Linked DNA regions of Triticum aestivum: region 1 is linked to region 2. Evidence: chromatin contacts called from public Hi-C data. All regions are on one chromosome and are shown on one strand. Each heading gives the region's core, a stretch centred on a gene start, on an enhancer-like site or on the middle of the called end of the contact. The rest is flanking DNA. Distances are from core to core; before and after follow the strand shown.

Region 1 (4,766 bases), core at 130-2,629, 360 kb before region 2:
AGGGTCAAATCTCGAATTTTTTTGCAACCAGGGTCAAATCCTGAATTTGTATACCAAAAGGGTCAAAACACGAAATTTGGCCTCTGTATGATGAGTTCATTCAATTGTCGCTGGGACCAGAAGCTGAATCTCTATTCTCTAATCAACGATTTACAAACAGATTCCCTGAGGTATAGAATCTAAACATGCTCTCTATGCCAGATTCCCATCAACGCAGTTTTGCAGTTGAGATCATTACTAATGCAGTATGTAGATCACAACCTCACTAAGGAAATTGCAACAAGTTCAGGTACGGCACGAACGCGATGCGAAAAATTACCTTCAAGCGCGGCCGCCTGACGGCATTGAGCCGGCGAACCTCGTACCGGATCCGCTTCGAGAACAGCCGGGCATGTCGCTTCTCCTTATACCGCCTCACCCTCTCCGCCCTCCCGGACACCTCCGGCGAGCTCCACGTCGCCGCCTGCGGCGGCGGCGCCACATCCACGAACACCTCCTGCAACGCACCCCGTGTCAGGATTCACGAGCGCGCATCGTCCCTCCGACTCCGAGAGGACAAAGGGGGTCGTAGGCTTACAGAATCGAGCTCCAGCTTGGGCGTGACGTGGCTCGCGGTGCCGCCGATGAAGAGGGACCCGCGGCCCGCCCAGGCGGCCAGGATCTCGTCGTAGTCCAGCTTGAGCAGCGGCGACCGCGCGGAGGCGGCGCCCGTGCTCGCGGCCGACGAGCAGGAGGATGAGGTGGTGGTCGTCGCAGTGGCCGCGCTCGGCGAAGAGGAGCTGCTCCTGCAGTACACCCACCGCTCCCTCCCCCGGAGCGCGCGCCGCGCAAGGTCCTCCTCCTTCCCGCCAGCAGTCCCCGCGGAGGCGTCCGGGGAGAGGGTGCACGACGGTGAACCCCTTTCGCCGCCGCCGGAAAAGGAGGAGGAGGACACGCCGAGGATGTCAGTGAGCGACGGCGCCGCCGCGAAGAGAGTCGAAGGCGCCTCAGGATGCAGCGTGAACGGCTCGAGCTGCTGCTGCTCGTGCCCGCATCCATCCTCCACCGCCTCCTCCGTGGACGGGGACGGCAACGCCGAGGGTGGCGGCAAGGAATCCTCCACCGACAGAGATTCAGCAGGCCTGTGGACCTCCACCGCCTTGGCGAGGTGGCGGCTGAGGCTGAGGTACTTGGTCTTCTTCTTCTTCTTCCCCTTGGCCCGGCACGAGCCCCGCCGCCGGTCGCCGCCGCCGCCGCTAGCCATGGCCTCGGAAATACTTTACTGCTACCTCAAGGTGCTCCCTGCAAAATGGGCGAGAGGCATGGGGACATGAGCACGGGAGAAGCTATTTGGAGGGAAAGCGAGGGGATCTCCCGCGGCCGCGAGCAGGGTGGCGCGGGGCCAGCAAAGGCGAGGCACTTTTTTCCCATGATCCTGCGCGGACGTGGCGAGGTTCTGCTGACATGGCTGAGTCTCATTGGCTGGCCAGATTGCGGTTGTTGCCTTTTGCTCGGGGTCCTACGGGATCTGGAAGGGTGGGGTTTTAACGGCTTCACGGGGGTTTTGTGATGAGATGGGCGTTCACATCGTCGCCGTTGCGACTTTAACACCAGTACTACGTCTTGATCTTATAATTCTTAAGCTAAGCTTCTTCTATAATCCCAAGCTGCATTGGGTCGCTACAAAAGATGATGCCGACAGGAAAAATCGCTCCTGTTTACGATGGTAGACGCAAGAACATGTTGCTGAGGCACGATTGATCAAACTTATGAACAACATAGACTGCAAAAAACTAGGGTCATCTTCAGGGGATGCACTCAAACCCGTCCTTCGTTTCAGTGGCGGAGGACAGATTTTTTTTCAAAGCTGGAGCAACTTAAAAAAAATCCTGGGAACCAAACATTTTCATTTGTTCGTGGGCAGCGCTAGTGTATCCGTTAAATAGGGCGTCCTTCGATTGTCGTTTCCCATTTGTCTAGCATACCATTTTTCACTATTTTTGTCGTATTGTACACATTTAGTTACAAATGTGGAGCCAAACGGTTTCATTTACCCATGAATATTGAGTAGAAATAGTTCAACAACTCAAAAATTCAAACATAGTCGATAAATAGACTGGGTCAAAGTTCTTTATGGCACACATTGATGTTGGAACACATCATCTAGAACCACTACTCGGCATCAGGATCCATGTTGTTAGTGTCGGCTGAGAGAGTCATGTATTAAGGGGTCCTCGGGGTACCGGCCCATGGCTTATGGGCCGCACTGATGGGCTCCTATGGAGCTGAACTATGGCGTGTGTTGATTTTTAGGGTGAACGGACGTATCCTTTGGGGTAGCTCGTTACGTATTTATATACATAGGAAGAGCCCCCGTGGTGGCGTATACAAAGAGGATACTTATTGGGGTAGAGTACTACTCTATGCCCAATACGTATATTAGAATAACTCTAATACCCCCCCTTAATCTAGACCTGGGAGAGGTTTAGATTGTGCTTAAACTCATCTAATTTTTTACACATAACATTTTTGTGAAACCATCTACAATCTGATCCTTGCGTGATATGAACCGGACATCAAGTTGCTTGCGAGCAACCCATTCTCGAACAAAACAGAAGTCTATCTCAATGTGTTTTGTACAGGCATGAAAAACTGGATTGGCAGACAGGTAGGTAGCACCAAGATTATCACACCATATGCATGGTTTCTCCTGAAGGGAAACACCAAGTTCACGAACCAGTGCTTCAACCCAAATAAGCTCAGGAGTGGCATTTACAAGGGCTTTATATTCAGCCTTTGTACTTGACCTGGACACAGTAGGGTGTTTTCTGTCACTCCAAGAAACAAGATTGGGCCCAAAAAATATAGCAAATCCACCAGTAGAGCGTCTATCATCTAAATCACCTGCCCAATCTGCATCTGAATATGCACTGAGAAGGGAGGAGCTAGACCTCTGGAAAGTAAGACAAACCTTACTTGTGCCTTGAATATATCTCAAAATGTGTTTAACAGCAGTCCAATGTGCAGTAGGAGGAGCATGAAGAAACTGACAGACCTTATTAACTGAAAAAGAAAGATCAGGGCGAGTCAGTGTCAGATACTGGAGTCCCCCCACAATGCTCCTACAATGTGTAATATCCTTAGATCCAAGAGGAGAGCCATCTGTCAAGCGTAATGTTTCTGTAATGCAGAGAGGTGTTGGACATGGCGTGCAAGAACTCATACCAACACGAGCCAGTGAGTCTGTAGCATATTTCTCTTGACTTAAAAGCAGCCCATTGGACTGTTTGTGAACTTCAATACCTAGAAAATAATGAAGATCTCCAAGATCCTTGAGAGCAAAATCCGAACTTAAGTGATGAAGGAGAGTTGATATGGCCGAATCAGAGGAGCTTGCAACAATGATGTCATCAACATAAATTAAGAGGAACATAGTGAGTCCTGGCTTATCAAAAAGGAACAACGAAGTATCAGCTTTGGAGGGAAGAAAACCAAGTGTGTGTAACTTGGAACTTAGGCGAGAGTACCAAGCTCGAGGAGCCTGTTTCAGACCATATAATGCTTTATTAAGTCTGCAAATATAATTTGGAGTAGCCGAAGACTGAAAACCTGGTGGTTGTTTCATGTAAACCTCCTCTTCCAGAACACCATGTAAAAACGCATTCTTCACATCTAGCTGCCTTAAACTCCAGCCTCGAGAAACTGATATTGCAAGAACAATTGTGATAGTGGTAGCCTTAACCACGGGGCTGAAAGTATCCTCATAGTCAATACCATATCGTTGTTTGAATCCTTTTGCAATAAGACGTGCTTTGTACCTGTCCACGGTGCCATCAGCATGTTTCTTGATGCGATAAACCCATTTGCAATCAATAATATTTTTATTTGAACTAGGAGGCACTAAATGCCAGGTATTGTTAGCAACAAGAGCATCATATCCGTCTTGCATAGCATGTTTCCAATTTGGATCAGTAAGGCCTCAGAAAGATTTTTTGGTTCTCCTGTAGCTGTTAGAAGAGCATATCTAACAGTACCATCAGTATATATTTTTGGTTGTCGAATACCTTTTTGCAGCCTAGTTTGAACTCCAACAGCAGGAGGTGGTGCAGGAGTGGAAGGCACATAAGATCCTGAAGAAACAACAGAATCTACAGGCATATCCACACTGGGATCCACGCTGCTGTCACCTGATGAGGTAATCATTGGCTCATGATGATGCGGGTCCACGATGTGCATTGATGGCGTTGACGCAGGGGCAGGCGACGACGTGGCTGTTGGCGATTCAGGCGGGGACCGCGAGGAGACAGGCAGAGATCAGGGCGACTGCATGCGCGCTGGAGAACCTGTGTTGCTGCTGCAGCCCGCCTGCACGGATCCCAGAGGAGATTCTGGACCAAAATCAGCCTCGGGATTGCTCATGTCTCCTGTTATCCTGTTCTCCTGCTGGGTAGTGGTATTTGATGTGCTATTTGATGCAGTTTCCTCAGAATGTGGACCGGATTCTTGAGCTGAAACAATAGGGGTTTCATCGATAACATCTCAAGGAGGATTAACAGCAGGAACAAGATGCAAATAATGATTATTAGTATGCACACCCCTATTCGTACATGCCGAAGATGAGTTGTCTTGTGGACGAAGAAGTACTTCTTCACGGAGACATCGACCAGCATTAGGATTAAGTGAAGCAAATGGGAAAATATTCTCATCAAAGACAACATCTCGAGAAACATAGACACGACCAGTGGTCACATCAAGGCATTTAACTCCTTTATGACGAGGACTATATC
Region 2 (5,497 bases), core at 788-3,287:
ACCTCCGGCCTCGTCAGCGACCTCGCCGGTGACCTCATGGACGACGAACTCGACCTAACGACCACCCCCGCGTTGCACCCCATCCCGGAGAGGTGCACCTTGGAGATGTCACTGCGCATCTTGTACTTGTGGATGATCATGTTGGTGAAGAATGGATGGGCGCGAAGAGGCTGCAGTTGACAATGAGGAAGTCAATGGCGTCGGGGCAGATCGTCAATGGCGGAGAAGATGACGAGCTCCACCTCCTCGCGTGAGGCCTCCCAAGTTCCGGTACGGCGGGATGAAGTGGTGCGCCGGGGACAGGCACATCTCTTTCCTGAGCCCGGACCGCTCCGGCAGCCACGTCATGAAACGGACGCTGCGCTCGTCATGGAGCCCCCCTCAATGAAGGTGACAAGCTTGGCGTGCTCGAGGAATGTGCCGAAGGGGACGCAGTGGCTGGGCTTGGTGTGGAAGCAAGCGTAGTCGACGAGGTACACGGAGCGCGGCTACATCACGAGGTACAGAACCACCGCGGAGGCCGGCAGGAATGCGGCTAGGAAGACGTGCATGGGCGATGGCCGAGGACTTCTATGGGTGGCCCTACAACGACCCCAACGCAGCCCTCCATCCTCGCCGAGCATGAGCACGATGGCGGACGCCGGCGTTTTCGGCATGGTCAGCATCGCCGCGGACACACATGACGGTGTTCCACGAAAAAAAATGATAGACATACAAACAAATACATGAGTTTACGAACTTTTTTCATCTACTAACCAATCACAAACTTGCTTCCTCCTGATTTTCAGGAGGGGTGGACCGCCTCCCTATCTATTGACCCATCAAATTAACTTTCTTTGTAAAACTCCGTAACTCATTTGTACGTGTAGCATTACTGTTCCACGAAATGCATAAACCAGAAAAGTAACTCCGTTATATATTGCCGATCGGCTCGGACCGGCCAAATCTGAAGTAAAAAAAAAACACTTGGCTAAGGATCCTCCTTTATTTTTACAGGATTGATTAGAGTTGCCCTAGAAACCCAATCCAGCATGCAACGTAGCAGAAGAGAACATTGGACTGAACGTAGCAGAAGAGAAAACAAGAAGAGCTGTACTGCATTTGATCAATGGAAGGAACAAGATTAGAGAGTATGCAAGCAGGCACTCACACCACGTTCCACGCTACTACCACGACTCTTAATAGACGAACACACACATACGAACCCACTCGGCCGGACCGCATGCGATGCCACGACGACGACGACGCTCAGTTGGACCGCATTTTGTTGAGCTGGTTCAGCGCCGGCTGCAGGATGTTGTAGAGCACCCATCCGAGGGCGGGCGCCACCACGAAGAGCAGCAGCAGGCCCCGGTTGTCGTCGGCGGGCGCTACCGCCGCCAGCGCGGCGAGCTCCTGCACGGCGGCGGAGGCCGGCTCCGGCGCGGCGGCCAGGCCGGCGGCCGCGGCGGCGCTGATGCCGAGCCCGGCGACGAGCGCCTTCTCGGACCGCATCTTATTGAGCTGGTTCAGCGCCGGCTGGAGGATGTTGTAGAGCACCCACCCGAGCGCGGGCGCCACCACGAAGAGCAGCAGCAGGCCCCGGTTGTCGTCCGCGGGCGCCACCGCCGCCACGTCCGCGATCCGCTGCGACGCCATCGCGGCGTCCGACGAGGCCAGCGAGGTGAAGAAGGCGCTCGCCATGGCCGCGGCCGCCGGCGACACGGCCAGGGCTCCCTTCTTGGCCGCGTTCTTCTGCAGGCTGCGCAGCGAGATGCTCGGCGACGCCACCTTGGCGCTGAACGACGGCGAGGAAGGCGCCGACCTGGCCGTGATCTTGGCGGGCTTGAGCATGGTCATCGTGGCTATGGTCGCCATTGACGCCTAGCTCCCTGGTTGCTCGCTGACCTCTCCCTCGCAAGAAAGAAGAAGCTCTCACGCTGGCAAAAGGTGGATGGAGGGGTGTTGTGAGGTGCGCGAGTGTGTAATGCAATGCCCTCCCTGAGTTTCTAGAATGAACGATGTGGCTAGCTTATCTTGTGCGGCGAGTGTGCGATCGAGGTTTGAAAGCTTATCTCGCGGCCTGCAACTTGCAATGCCATTGGCTGTGCGAGCAACGAGGTGGGGACCATACGATTTACATGGAGACTTTGATGATGAGAGGAAGTGGAGTAGAGGGTGCTGAAATGAATCGGAAATTGAGATATCTCGCGCTAGGAATATAAGTGTACTCTAGAATGCCCTATGGTACCAAACGACAAGATCTTATTCGTCTAAGAAAGGACAAGATCGGAGATCATCTGGATTGAAACGTCGCTAGGTATTTACGGCGATTTCAGTTAAAAGTGCACGTAATGACGTTCATCTTCGTGCTCCGCGGCGTGCATTCGACTGCTTTCCTCTTCGTCTAACGCCGACAACAAGCCCAGTCCACCGCTTTCCCCCTTGCCTCTGTATTGGCAGGCAACGCGAGCGGTGAGCGATGGGAGGGTGCGCTAAGCTGTGCCGACGACGTAAACTCTGTAACACTGTAAGCGCTTATGTTCCTGAGACAAAGGAAGCAAACAACACATATGCAACATCCAAAAGTTGGTACCAATTCAAAAGTTTATGAATTACTTGATGCATGGACATCAAAAGATGATCAACGGTGAACCACCAAACTAGATACAGCACGAAAAGAATAAAATCTGGTAGCAATTATTCACGCCCTACACGGAATCGTCAAGCGGGGAATATCCTGCGTTTCCAGCCATTATTCGTCACCACGGAGCCAAAACAAACCAAATGACAGGCTGATTACAACTTTCGACATCTCCACGGTGTAGTAGACCTCACTCAGGCTCCGAGCTGCAACTTCTTTATTGTATCGATCTGCTTGGCCGGGTTGAGTCCCTTGGGGCAGGCATGCGTGCAGTTCTTGATGGTGTGGCAGCGGTACAGCTTGAACTCGTCGTTGATGGAGTCAAGGCGCTCCTTTGTGAACTCATCACGGCTGTCTTGGATCCACCTGGAAGGACGAATGTGTTTATATCTCTCCGACACTACAGTCGTCAGCCCAATGCAAAGGCAAAGGGCTGAAGGCATTTCAAACACTTGAAGGTATGTGAAATGAGATGATGCTTGCACAAGTGACAAACGACCAAGAAACCAACCACATCTGATTTCTGTTTCCAGTTTCTTCTGACTAAGGGGAGTTGCAATTATTAGTCAAATTTTCATGTGCCTTATATCAGATCATGTTTTAGATTATAAGTTAGACAGGCACATGGTGGCACTTCCACTATAGCCTTTACTGGTTATAACAGTCAACAGACAAGCTTAATTACAATATGATATAACAGAGAATCAGATATAAAATCTCAGTGCACACATCAAATAAAGTCAGATCAGATAAATATTGAATCAAACAGCCAGCTTTTAGAAACCTTGAACAATAGAATCTTTAGCTTCATAAATGCTGAATAGCATGAAAAACAGTACATTACACTGCTTCAACTAAATAAAGAGAAAACCATGCCGTTTGCTGGCAAAACAAAGCTTGACAAATAGTTTCAGGAATCAAACACTGAAAGAGGGCAACCTTATTTTGCTGGACTACTGAAGAGCTAGTTCTTTGTTCTACCCAGCTCTTAACATCTACCAAGACGCTTTCTTAACACCCATCAGTTCACCCTTATTTGCCAAGGTGCGGAACACGATACGGGACATGCGGAATTTCTGGTAGACACCACGAGAGCGGCCCGTGAAAATACAGCGGTTTCTAAGACGTGTCATGTTACTATTTCTTGGCAGCTTGGACAACTTATAGCGAAACTTATCCCGCATATCTGATGGAAGTTCAGGGTCCCTACAGACAGCCTTATAAAGCTTTCCTCTCAGCTCATATTTTGCTGCAAGAATTCTACGTTTGTGATCCCGCAAGTTTCTCTTCTCTGAGACTGAGACCCCATGGTATCCTCGAGCTTGGACGTGCATGAACATGCTGGGTTTTGGTTTCATTAGCGTCCCCCACAGCGGAAGCATGCTGGGTTTCGGTTTCATTAGCGTCCCCCAATCCGGAAGCCTAAAAAGGGTGAACGGGCGAACGTGTCATGGACTTAACAACATCCTAAAGCTTACAGCAAAAAGGCATTAAATATATTAGACAATTATCATTTTAATTTTGGTAGAACATAACCATAATTTGCTGGTAAAGGGGAAACTAGAATGATCTCTACTGAAACAGAGGCCACCACAAATAAAAGTAACTTCCGAATCAAGGCCTCATCAAGAATCAGGCTACTAGGGGGGGGGGGGAGCTAAACTAGTACTTTCGATGTCATCAAGAATGTCGTGAAGAAGCATACTACAAAAACTACAGACTAATGATTATTTCCAGCAGCGGCATCAACTTCCAAATCAATCAGCCAAAGACCAGATAAAAGAGAATAGAAGCAGTCACCAAACAGAAATTTCACACTATCCACCAAATGATCATCTACACCGCTTCGCCGGGGGGCTAGCAAAAAAGTAACAGATGATCATTGCATGAATCGACCCAAAAAATATACAAACAATCACTGATGCCCTAATGTGTATAGGCAATCTTCAACCAAATGGGCATTTCACTCTATCCACCAAACAACATCTACACCGCTTCGCCAGGGGGCTAGCAAAAAAGTAACAGATGATCCTTTGCATAAATGGACCCAAAAAAATATACAAACAATCACTTAAGCCCTAAAATGTAAAGGCAATCTTGAAGCAAATGGGCATTTCACACTATCCACCAAACGATGGTCATCTACACAGCTCAGCAGGCAGTAACAGATGGTCTTCATTTTCTTTGTTTTGCTCCGCTTGCGAGCTGTAATCTTTATGACTTTGTGCTACTTCGAAACTTTTTAATAAGATGGCTGCATGCATCATTATGATGCAGAGGCCGGGGGTACGCCTCCATTTCCAAAAAAAAATGGACCAAATAATTCAGCTTCACAACAGACCAGCGAATCATTCTCCTAGATAAATAAACGCACTTAGTTGCACACCCAACTACCTAAGCGAGATAAAAACCACCCTACGTATCATCGCACAACCAATTCACAGCATGACACACCAACCGATCAATCACATGTCATTCAGTAATCGAGTAGATCCAGCAGACAGACGCAACATACTCAGCATATCATCACAATTCACGATATCAAGAGCCTACGAGGAAGGTGCGGGTATACCTGTTGGCATGGAGCAGCGCGGCGGGGCCGAGATACTCCTCTGGGTTCCACCAGTAGGACGGGCAGGATGTGGAGCAGCAGGCGCAGAGGATGCACTCGTACATGCCATCGAGCTTGGCGCGGTCGGCCTTGGACTGGTAGATCTCCTTCCCTCCAGCCGCCGGCGGGTCCTTGCGCTTGAGCCACGGCTCCACGCTCTTGTACTGGTTGTAGAAGTTGGTCATGTCGACGACGAGGTCCTTGACGACGAACATGTGGGGGAGCGGCGAGATCGTGGAGGCCCCGGCCGCCTCCGAGGAGAT

The links. Hi-C and Micro-C count contacts between places; a contact is called where the count stands out from the background.
Region 1: a contact with region 2 is called in a Hi-C map of leaf, with 3 times the contacts expected there. The contact joins the promoter of LOC123159788 here to the promoter of LOC123157070 in region 2. A contact is called at or near these places in 3 of 5 Hi-C or Micro-C datasets (all in leaf).

The regions. Positions count from the first base shown.
Region 1 is chr7B:399,445,203-399,449,968 of IWGSC CS RefSeq v2.1, reverse strand. LOC123159788 reads right to left here and starts at 1,379. Exons shown (of 3, transcript XM_044577616.1): 1 at 578-1,379; 2 at 320-496. The coding sequence starts at 1,243.
Region 2 is chr7B:399,084,273-399,089,769 of IWGSC CS RefSeq v2.1, reverse strand. It overlaps LOC123157070 (photosystem II core complex proteins psbY, chloroplastic), which reads right to left and starts at 2,037. Exons shown (of 1, transcript XM_044575313.1): 1 at 953-2,037. The coding sequence starts at 1,857. The coding sequence ends at 1,249. It overlaps LOC123156079 (succinate dehydrogenase [ubiquinone] iron-sulfur subunit 1, mitochondrial), which reads right to left. Exons shown (of 2, transcript XM_044574241.1): 1 at 5,196-5,497; 2 at 2,569-2,989. The coding sequence ends at 2,818.